Regions from separate parts of the Gossypium hirsutum genome. Here regions 1, 2 and 4 are each linked to region 3. Evidence: chromatin contacts called from public Hi-C data. All regions are on one chromosome and are shown on one strand. Each heading gives the region's core, a stretch centred on a gene start, on an enhancer-like site or on the middle of the called end of the contact. The rest is flanking DNA. Distances are from core to core; before and after follow the strand shown. Region 1 holds the start of LOC107917923 (polypyrimidine tract-binding protein homolog 2). Region 2 holds the start of LOC107908752 (glutaminyl-peptide cyclotransferase). Region 3 holds the start of LOC107951846 (plastidial pyruvate kinase 2). Region 4 holds the start of LOC107912641.

Region 1 (2,967 bases), core at 437-2,936, 390 kb after region 3:
AGATAAATATGTTAGCATGAGCAGAAACAGACAGAAGGATCTTTCGATCTTTCACAAGCTAATGTTGATGACAGTCCAATTCTGTGAATAAAGGGCACAATGGACAAGAACCAAAGCCGGTTACTTGGATGATTGGCTGCCTAATCAAAGTTTCTAAAAAGAACTACCAATTCAGGGAGGCACTTGCCTTAAGCACCTTTTGTTCTAATAAGACAGTGCCCTATGCACCTAAGCATGCACCTCCCTTAATGCTACCATCGATTCAGGGTCTGAGACACTTGTTTGGACATTGCTTCACCTTATTGCCAAGAAATCTGAAGCACTTGACTACCTTGTTCATGTTCAATGAGGAGGGACGATTTTGGCACTCAGCAAAACTAGCAACTATTATATCGAACAAATATATAATACAGACCATATATGCAAAAAAAAAAAAATGTAAATGGAGCACAAACTTCATTGCCAGCAGCAGCACAAACAAAAAACATAGTGACACCAAACATCTAAAAAGTCCAAGGGTGCACATGAAGAAGAAATGAAAAAAAAAATCCTAAATGGTAGGAATAGGAGGTAAGTAAGGAAGAGAGAGGCAGTGTTAAGGAAAGGAGAAAGGAGACAAACACACATGTTCTCTTTCTCACGATGCACTAAGCTGCCATTGGAGATTATTCCCTTGACATGATCCTGCTGATCCATTCACATTCATGTCAAAACACAAAAGCTTTTCTCCAAAAGAGCGTGACAAAAACTACACAATCCTAGTTATTACATAAACTCATATCAAACAACAACTTAGAAATAGTAACTTCACACCCTTCTAAACCAAAAGGAGAAAAGACATACGCCATCCTTACCAAGTGCAATACATCTATGGAGACAAGCCGTGCATCTTGACCTTCGATTGTTACCAACAGTACATTCCCGGCAACATCTGCGGTCGTTTTGTTGTTTACAATTTCTTGCCTGTTAGAATATTGCAGGTAGACCGTTTTACCCCTTACTTGAGCAGGCTCTGAAGATGAAGCATAATACGATATCATGGCAATAGCTTGATTCAAGTCAGCCTAAAAGGTAAACAAAAACATATATTTAATTACTAACTTCACTAACATGGTGGAAGAAATTTGACCAGAATTTTTTTTAAAAATCTGATTAAACTTACGAATTCAATGAAAGCTTGATTACGATTGGCTCCAACATTGCACTTGGTGTTAACGACCTTACCAAATGGCTTCCCCAGCTCGATCAACTCTTCCTCCGTACACTCCCATGGCAAGTTTCTCAAATGCAGCACCTTAGATGGGGGTTGAGTGTAACGGAACTGCGGCTGACTTGATACCGAGGCCATCCCGTTCGGAAATCAACCCCTCTAAAAATCTTTGGCAAGAGAAGACAGATCAGAAACCCTAGATGCCAAAAGAATATATGTTTAATTCAAAATCGAAATATATACATAGATCAATCAAAACCAGGAAAATGCAATGAAATTAAGGGAATAAAATAAACCTGAAAAGAAAAAGAAATTAATGAGAAAATCCGTGGAAACCTCTGAAGTTCGTTAAGTTAGGGTTTCAAGGAATTTGAGATAAATTGGTATGGTAGACTTTCCTTTCGTTTTGATTTTATTAAGGGATGGGTATCGTCATGGGCTTTTGGCGCCGATGGGCGTTATGTATTAGGGAAGGAGAGATTGGATTGGATTGTATTTTCCCTTCTTTTATTACTTTTCTTCAGAAACAAAAGGAGCGGACTTTACCCGACCCGAGGCAGCGGTTTTTCTTTTCGTTTTGGGCCTTTTGGCCACTAAGGCAGCGTCTTCGGATTCTTAAACTTTGGTGCCCACGTTGCTGTGGAATATAAATACGTGCAACTGGAGAATTATTTACGACTACTTTTGAAAAATACTAATATTTAGAAAAATTGTTTTTGAAAAATATTTTTCAATATTTTAATTTAAGATATAATTTTTAATATAATTTTAATTTTTTTAAGAAATAAAATGTTCATCTTAAACACAATGCTGTAAAGTAAAAATATGTGTTTAAATAATATTTAAATTCGTTAATATTATGATATTTTAATAATATTCTAAAAAATAATATATTATAACTTATTATTGACATATGAAATATAAATTATGAATATTTTTGAATTAATTACTATTAATGATTATTTATTTATAAATTTTAATTTCAATATGTAATATATATTTTAAATATTAAAGTATAATAATTACAAATTTAAATATATATTGTTATATATTTGAAATAAATTTTGATAAGAAAATAATTGTATAGGTAATTTAAATATTACGTAAAATACATTAAGTCATTTGACTCCAAAGGTATATTTCCCACACGCAAAAGCTAAAAATGCTTTTGAGTTTAGGTACAAAAGTATTTTTCATTTCAAAAGTTGTCTATTTAACATTGTTTATAATTCCAAATAAAGTTTTATTAAACCGTTAGGAAAAAATAAAATTTAAGATTAACTATTACAAACATAAATACAATATATATTCATAAATACAATACAAGTATAAATATATGTCCAAACAAATACAATGTAAAATTAAATCAATTAAGAAGCACAATCAATGAAAAAAAATCAAATAAATCCTATCCATGGCAGATAAATATGTTGAAACTGAAACCTCACATATCACAATTACACATAATAAGGCTTGAACATAAGTACTCAAAGACCTAAAACTTCACATTAACTAACAATACTAAAACCTAATTCCCCATTGAAAAAATAAATAAATAAAATCAAAATTAACACTTTCAATTATTTAAATTTATAAACAAATTTTATGATGATCAAAACCACTTAATATAATCAAAACCACTTAATATAATTTTCTTCTATAAAAATGTGAAAATAATAAGTAAACTATGACTTATTGAAAAACTTTTATTTTAATTTATTTCTTTTGGTATTATCTTTTAAACATTTCACATTTAA
Region 2 (3,022 bases), core at 474-2,973, 330 kb before region 3:
TTTCTGCAAATTTTTTCTGTCATATATGAAACCAATTTTCGTCAACCAAGTTACTTGGAACAGCCTACAAAAGAACATAAGAACTACTAATTAGTCTTAAAAGCACCCAAAAAGTTATACAATGCAAAATCCACAAATTTAGAAACCATATTAATAAATGTCATCCATTGTAAACCAAACGATAAAAGTAGATGAAGAGCAAAAAAATGTCAATTGAATGCATATAAATGCAGAGCAAGCTGCCAAGTATGAACAGAATTTCCACTAACTGCAAAATGATCTTTATGTACTTTAAACTTGAGAAATATTAAAACCAATTTGGAGGCAAAATAATTCGGTTAGCTAATAGGGAGCTTCAAAGGACCTGATGAAGTGAACAGGGAAGAACACATAACATGAAGAAGAGGAAGAAAATGAAGAAAGGAGCTCAATGTTTTAGATGAACGCAAGAGCCGAAGTATACCAACTAAATTCCTTCTAACAGACCTTTCACCCAGAAGAGTTAAACCCTCTCCAAAATATGAATCAGCCATCTTGTGAAGAATCTCAACCTGGAAAAACATACATATATGTAAATAAGATTGGAATTACAAAATATGGTTTGTTTCAGGTTACAACCAAGGACATATTCTCTGATTTGTCACTTTAATTCAAACAAACTGTTATTTTAAATTCATAATATAATATGGCATGTATATTGCACCCTACTAGCAAGCTTTCAAGCAAATTTAACTCCATTTACGTTATATTTCTCAAGAAATCTTATTTACACAATTTTTAACTTCCAAAAATACTAATATTCGTTCATCTGAAAATGGAAATTTATGAATAACCAAGTAAGAACAAGCTTGAATGAAAATCGAAAGACAGGGATCTGTACCTTTCCAGTCCGAATAGCTACTTTCCGAACCGATGACTGAAACAGTGAGAAGATTAGGTGGTTAAGTAAAGGTTTTCAGATCATTCAAATCCAACCCTAAACAAAAATTAGAGACACGAAGCAAAATAATGGAAACTAATTTTGGAACTGCAAACCAATGATTCAAACTTGAGGAATAATGAAACATACATACATAAAGAGATAGCCCAAAAAAAAAAAACTAACTCACTTGCCGGTAAAGACCAGTTGACTCAAATAAAGTATCATTTCCAGCATAAAGAAGACCCTGAAAGCAATCAAACCATAAAATTTCAATGTTAAAATATGGTCAAAAGATAAATAAGGAAAAATAAGTCTGAAAATAAATCATAAAGTTTGATCGATCCTCCTTTGGGGACTTACCTGAGTGAAGGCAGTGGAGTCGTGAGGGAATTCATTGACTATTTCAAAGTCGTAAAACTGAAGGGAATAATGATCGGAGGATACCTTATTCCAAGTGGCTGAAGAAACTCCCAAAACAAGAATTACAGAAACAAGCAAAATAATGGATACTAAAGCGAAGACTTTTCTGAGATACAGTTGCTTGAAAGTGGCCATGGAGGCGAAGGCTTGGAGCTTGATCTCTTGCCGTAATGCTTCCTTTCAAAATCGGAATTTCGCAAAGAGTTGCAAAGGCGTCATCCACACTTAGATGTATAGTTTGGCGAACATGGTAAAAGGTGCATGATACGCAGTTGTTGGTTGACCAACAAATATCAAACAAATATTTGTGTAGACTTACCATCTCTTTTAATCTTTACTTCAGAGAAAAAAAAATCTTTATTTGATCGCAATAGCATATGATGTCATTGTCCCAACAAAATTGAGGGATAAAAAAAAAAGAGAGAGCTAAAGGGGTATATAAGTTCCCAAATTTTTGCGAAAAATTATAAACCCTCAGCTAAAAACGCACTCAATTAAGTATTTAAACTCTCAAATTGCATCAATGTAGTCATTTGACCAACATTTTTAGTCTTGGGCTGTTAAAATATTGATGTGACCGTTAACAATGTTGACATGACACTCCATATCAATGATAGTTGCTAACATGGCGGTGTCACATTAGTTACCACGTCATCAAAAATAAATAATTCAAAAATAATTCAAAAATAAAAAAAATTGAAAGAAATACTTTTACTAGAATGAACTTGGACATTTAGTTGTCCAAGTTCATTCATATAAAAAATTAAACTTTTTTAAAATTAAAAAATATTTAAAAAATTTAAATTTTATAAATTTTTAAAAACATTATTAAAATTTATAAAAATATTAAATAAATTTTAAAAATTTCAAAAATAAAAATCATTCAAAAGTTAAAGTTTAGAATGCATCTAGACATCTAGTTGTCTAGATTCAGTGTAAATCTGACATACACTTTGTTAAGCTTATTGTTTAGTATTTCAGTATCTGACATCACAGACATGGATAATGTGATTGGATTTCCATTAATTTGATTGTTTTGTTTGTTTAAAGCCTTGATCTGATGCCTAATCACTAAATAATATATTATCTCTATTGATATAATGTACAACAAAGGAAAAGGATAAGGAGGAGTAAAGAGGAGATCACGATGGTGCAATAGAGGTCGGTTCACCTAAAGAGGCTGAGAGTCGAAATAGGGACAAGAGGACGGTTGATCAAGAAGATAATTGCTCAGAGTAACTTTAAGGTGCTAGAAGATTGATCATTTCTTCATTGTTTATTAAGGCATTTATAGGAAAGGTCCCTTTGTTTATTAGTATGACGTGACAGGATATACATTTAGTTCGCTAAATGCGTAAAGATAATCATGAGTGTGTATCATGGGACTTTATCAATATGAGGTTATCATGCTTGAATGAAGTCCTTATTGTCTTAAAAGTGTTTTCATACTAGGAGAGTGTTCACTTAGATATTGGTGGGTGACTCCCTCTAAGTAGAACGTGTAGTTTTGTCTAGAGGTACTAAGAGTGGGTGGTCTACTTAGGCGTTACTTCAATAGGAGTCAATGTATAGGTCAATGATGTGCCTAGTGCTGACATGTGTCCGAGTGGCAGAAGGTTATTACCAATAGTTCCCCTGAGTTGAACGGTTCGTGAGACATGATTTAAATTTTGATTAAAG
Region 3 (2,784 bases), core at 70-2,569:
AAATAATATAATTTATTTTAAATATGAAAGATCATTTTTGTAATTTTCAAACAAGTTGGTGTCTGATTGACTTGTGACACCAACTCAATCAGGGATTTTATTAATATTATAGATATATACATTTCATTATTACTATTTCTATAATAAGTAAAAAGTATAATGATAAATTTAGCATTCAATATTTACATTTTTTTGTCAATTTAATCATTATTCCTTTTTTTTAAGCTAAATTTAGCTCTTAACCTTTCAAAAAAGAGTCAAATTATTTTTTAATAGAAATACTGACTAAAACATTAATTTTTTAACGTTGTTGGTGTAACAACTCGCATGACAATTTATGTGTTTATCCTACTAACATAACACCATTTGTCTTATATGTCACGTAAACAAATAATTCAAAAATTATAAAAATTAAAAATTAAAATTAAAATTAAAATTAAAAAAATACAAAAAGTTTATAAAAATTCAAAAAGTTAGCATGAAATACAAGTAGATCGTCATACAGGTTGCTGTATTTAAAATTTTAATATTTTAGTTAACATTCTCTCTGAAGGAAAAATAAATTTTGACTCTTTTTGGAAATGTTAATAATTAAATTCGATTTTTTAATAGGTTAAAGGTTAAATTTAACTAAAAAAAAGTTTATGTTCAAAGCGTTAAAGAGATAAATTTGAAATTATAACTAAAATAAATTCAAAATTCAAAAATTTAAATCCATATACCCAATACAAAACACAAGTTTTATATTTAATGAAAAGAATGCTTGTCAAAGTCAAATCATAAATGATATATGCGGAAAACCACGAGAGGCGAATTGAAATTGGAAATCCTATGGAGGGTTCAACTTCAATCCCAACCCGGAACAAGACCAATGTTATGCTGACACTTGAACAAAAAAATGACGAATGATATCAGGGGTTGAATCTCTGACACGACGTCGTATAACAACAATAAAAAGTTGTCTTCTTTGTTTTAATAATAATAATAATAATAATAATAATTTGCCTAATTTCCATCCGTTTTTTGAAAAGAATAAAGTTTAATGGGTAATTGTATATATAAAATTTTAATTTAATTTAATTCATAATTATTTATATAATATTATTTTATGATTATATATTACATAGATAAATAATTAAATTTATCACATATAAAAATAGGTTAATATATTCAATTTTTTAAAATTTATATAACTAAATCAAAATTAAAAATTTAAATATATATTTAAATCACAAAAAAATATATAACTGAATTAAATTAAAATTTATATGTATAATTTCACATTAAATTCTTACTCAGAGAAAAAAAAAACAGTTTGAATAAAATAGGTGCATAGTGTTTGTCGATACAAACTAGGCACGCTTCATTCTGCAGCCTCCTCTTTTAAAAGTCATTGTTTTAGCGGCGATTTCTCCAACCTTCAATTTTATCAGCGAAACTCCCTCGCCTTCCTCTCCCCTCGAACCCTTTCTATCTCTCATTTTAGCAATGGCTCAAGTGGTGGCCACTAGATCCATTCGTGCTAACTACTTCAGCAAGGCCTCCGGATCCCTTCAGGACCCAGTGGAGAAGCTTAAGCCTGCGTCCTTCGCTTCCAAAGTACTCTTACCTGACCACAGGAAGAGCAACGCCGTCGTGCTTACGAGGAACTCTAGGATTACTGCCAAGAGAGCCTCACGTGCCGAGCCTGAACTTATTCCCGTTTCACCTGAGGATGTACTTAAGGTTTGGCCCACTTCCGACCTCTCTGACCTTCCGCTTTGATTATGAATTTGGTTGCTGCCATCTCATGCTAAAAGAAAAAAGATCAAAAAACGCACTGGATCTTTGTTAACTTTTTTGATTTATCTAGAGGCTAAGAAAGCAATAGGCGTGATATTATGTAAGTGGAGTGATAATATTATCATGGAGCATGCTGATTGTTTTTTTTTATAAGAATGGAGCGTGTCAAGTTGAATAAGGTCATGTTTGTATTTTCGAAAATGCATTGTCCTATTAGTGAAACTTACACAATCCATAAATGGAAATGGTGATTTTTTTTCTCTAAAATGAGGAAACTTCCTGGTCACTTTGGACTATAAATGAGAAATATTTAGGACTGGAGTCAAGATTTCCGCTGAGATCTTTTTACAAGCCAGTCTTTGGTGCACTGTCGGTTGATTTTGTGCTAAAGAAATTATCCAGAGAATAATGAGTAACATGGGGCATAACTTTCACCTGTTTGCCATTGCCGGTGAAAGAAAAGGAACCTTGAAGTGTATAACAACTTAAGTGTTTGGTTAAAATGATGAAGTTCGAATTACACAGTGTATTTCACTTGAAATTTCTGCTTATTTACACTGGTATAGGATGGTGGCATTGCCGTTGAATGACATAGTCACTATGCTTTGAATTGCCATTATATCTATGCTCAAATAACTTATCATGGACAGCTGAAGAGAGAAAATCACCGGAAATCATTGCTTGTAACTTTTCTTACTTTTTTTCTTCAGAGGGAGGAGCAATATGAGCAGTTAAGGGGGATTCAGCAAGTAGGTGATGGATCAGTGGGTATGTGGTCCAAGCCTACTGTTAGACGTAAAACAAAGATTGTTTGCACTATTGGTCCTTCAACAAACACAAGGGAAATGGTATGGAAATTGGCTGAGGCTGGAATGAATGTTGCTCGCTTGAATATGTCTCATGGAGACCATGCATCTCATCAGAAAGTTATTGATTTAGTCAAGGAATATAATGCACAATCCAAAGACAACACTATCGCAATCATGCTTGACACCAAGGCAA
Region 4 (2,769 bases), core at 204-2,703, 300 kb after region 3:
CATGTTTACTACAATATGGACACATTTCCCAATAGCTAGGGCAGATCTCCAAGAGGTTCCATCCACCGATAAAGTGTGCCCTATAATGCCACTGATGATTTGGTCGCCGTTTTGGTGGGAAGGAGAGATGAACCCCCATAGCTCTTTTATACTGCTTGCAAGCTGTGTGTAGGACGATGGTCTTCCTCGCCAGCTGTTGTCATAGGTGAGTCTTCTGGTAGAGATTTGATTCCCCACAAGGCTTACTCTAATCTTTCTACTGTAGACTCTTCCCATCTCTTAAGCCCGTCACAGTCCTTTCAACCGAGGAACATGGACATAGAGGCCTTAATGGAGAGGGTGCAAAAGGTCGTTGAAGTGGCTGACGCAAGGGCATAGATTGGTAGTAGTAGTTGTAAGACGCTAAGGGCTGAAGGGAGTTCACAAAGCACTAGAGAGAGTAGTGGTACAAGATTGATCTGCCGAAGGCAAGGCAATGAGCCAGTTAATATAAAGAGGGAAGTTACTTAGCCAACCATCCCTTCCCAACCCAAGACACAATCAAAGTCTGCCACTCCTGCGGACGTAACTCCTATTGCCTCTCCTCTTCCTGTAGAGCCTAGGTTTAGCACGGTTTGCTCAATACCACCTTCCTCTCCCTTTGGCTCATTATCCAGATTTTAATAACAAATGGGCTATTTGCTCACATGCCTTTGGGCTAATAACCTCTTAGGACCCTCACCAATTCCTAATTTTAATTCCCAATCTAACCATTTGGCACTTAATTTTGATTTTCTTACAAAATAGTCCCTACCTCAATTTTCGAACTTCTAAATTCTAACTAAATTAATGCAATTTTAATAATGAAAATTTAATTATATCGAGTTATAAAAAAAATATGCTACTTGTTTTCGAAAAACCTCTTAATTTAACTTCCTAAAACAAATCGAATTCTCGATTTTTGAAACTATACGAAATTTTCGTCATCGAAAAATTCCAAGCCGTTAAATCAAGACCAAAGGAATTACATTTGGTGCGATAGTAATTTAAACCTTGTTGGTTTGAAATGCAATAGTATAATGAGTTTCTTTTAAATGATGAGTTCAATTTTCATCTTTTTTAGCCTCTTTTGTTTTTTTTTTTGCATCAAAATAGTCTCAAATTAGTGTTTTTTAAATAATTTTTAAAATTTTAAATATATTTTTAGAATTATCTAAATCATAAGTATCAACTTGGGAGAATATACCCAAATTAGGGACCAAACATGTATTTAAACCAAAAGAAAAATAAAAAGAATTAAATTGCTTAAAAAATTATAGGGACTACACCATTAATGGCTAATGATAGTTTAGTAATCTAAATGTAATAAATCATTAACGTTAGTGAACATATTGTAATTTTCAATAACATTAGTGATCACATTGTAATTTTTTAAAGTTCAATGATAAAAATGTAATTTGAACTAGTCCTAAGTGATTAAATGACTAAATGTGTAGTTTATCCTTTCATAAATTTTAGAATTTTTTTTATATTTTTTCAAAAAATAATAGGAAAATTCCCTAATCCCCAATACAACCGTATACATACATGAAGAAGATAACGGAATGGGGTTTAGTTTACACTGTAAACCATACTCCAGTTTCCAGTTCAACCACCACTCCATTGTCTTTCCTTGAAAACTCATGAAAATTTTAATTTTTAACAATCTATCAACCAAAAAGTAATAGCAATTAATAGTAGAAGAACCAGAAAAATAAAAAAAAAATGTCTGCTTTTCATGTCTCAAAGTTAATCATTACTTCGCAAGCCTCAGCAACTTATCCAAAATTCCCCCCTTTTTCTGTTTTCAGAAAATCTCTATCATTCCCTCACTCTGTTTCTCAGTGCCAAAGGAAAATTGCAACCTTTGTTTCTTCAAAATCATCAGAAGCTGGGGAGTTGCCGACCGCTGAAGATGAGTGGCTCAGCAGACTCCCGGATAAGAACAAGCCACTTTACTCTCACAGCTTGCCTTGCATTGAAGCATGGCTTAGGAGCTTAGGGTTTTATCAAAGCAGAGAGGACCGTGCTGTTTGGTTGATTGAAAAACCTGATTGGCATGCCCAGCTATCTCTTGATGTCACTGATCTTTATATAAGGTAAATTTATGGCCTCTTTTAGGATTTTTAAGCGATTTTCTTTGTCTAGTGTTTGTTTTTTTTTTTTCCATTTTAATTTGAGATGGGTATGTTTATTTAGTTGATCGTTGATTGAGTTTAAAGAATTTCTTCTGTTAAGGGTAAAGTTATCTGGTGTCTTCTTTTTTTTTTCCTGCTAAAGGTTGATGTTGTTTAGTTTCTATTTTGGAGCAAACATTCTGTTACTTCTAATGACTACCATAAGCTAACATATAATTTCTAAATTGCAGGTATTGCATCCATGTATAGAATAAGAAGGTTTCATTTAATATTGTTGTGATTAATGTGAAATACTAGCAATAGGGGTTGATAATGACAAATTTTAGTTGACTTGACCAAGTTCTATTTGGTTAAACAGAGCAGGCATTCAAAAAGTAGTGATTAAGGATAGGGATAAAGTTTGGAAGGTTTGGCCATTTCTACTTTCTACAAGTGTTAGCAGGATATCATAATCATTGGTGCAAGGATGCTGGTCATGCTTCCTGCTTGCGTATCAACCTTAGCATTAGACTTAGGAAGCAAAAAACCATGAATGTTACTCCCCTTCTTACAGTTCTTTCTTGCACAATATCTCGTTTTTGCATAAATTAAGAGAGTGGGATAGAAGTCCATA

The links. A called contact is a pair of places that touch in the nucleus more often than the background predicts.
Region 1: a contact with region 3 is called in a Hi-C map of leaf, with 2.4 times the contacts expected there. The contact joins the promoter of LOC107917923 here to the promoter of LOC107951846 in region 3. A contact is called at or near these places in 3 of 34 Hi-C or Micro-C datasets (all in leaf).
Region 2: a contact with region 3 is called in a Hi-C map of leaf, with 2.8 times the contacts expected there. The contact joins the promoter of LOC107908752 here to the promoter of LOC107951846 in region 3. A contact is called at or near these places in 6 of 34 Hi-C or Micro-C datasets (callus, leaf and seedling).
Region 4: a contact with region 3 is called in a Hi-C map of leaf, with 2.8 times the contacts expected there. The contact joins the promoter of LOC107912641 here to the promoter of LOC107951846 in region 3. A contact is called at or near these places in 2 of 34 Hi-C or Micro-C datasets (callus and leaf).

The regions. Positions count from the first base shown.
Region 1 is chrD08:37,511,189-37,514,155 of Gossypium_hirsutum_v2.1, forward strand. LOC107917923 (polypyrimidine tract-binding protein homolog 2) reads right to left here and starts at 1,687. Exons shown (of 11, transcript XM_016847341.2): 1 at 1,507-1,687; 2 at 1,163-1,406; 3 at 855-1,064. The coding sequence starts at 1,348.
Region 2 is chrD08:36,798,617-36,801,638 of Gossypium_hirsutum_v2.1, forward strand. It overlaps LOC107908752 (glutaminyl-peptide cyclotransferase), which reads right to left and starts at 1,724. Exons shown (of 11, transcript XM_041098163.1): 1 at 1,283-1,724; 2 at 1,110-1,166; 3 at 881-916; 4 at 487-551; 5 at 1-64. The coding sequence starts at 1,477.
Region 3 is chrD08:37,126,284-37,129,067 of Gossypium_hirsutum_v2.1, forward strand. LOC107951846 (plastidial pyruvate kinase 2) reads left to right here and starts at 1,320. Exons shown (of 12, transcript XM_016886996.2): 1 at 1,320-1,725; 2 at 2,493-2,780. The coding sequence starts at 1,489.
Region 4 is chrD08:37,422,824-37,425,592 of Gossypium_hirsutum_v2.1, forward strand. LOC107912641 reads left to right here and starts at 1,454. Exons shown (of 2, transcript XM_016840919.2): 1 at 1,454-2,117. The coding sequence starts at 1,744.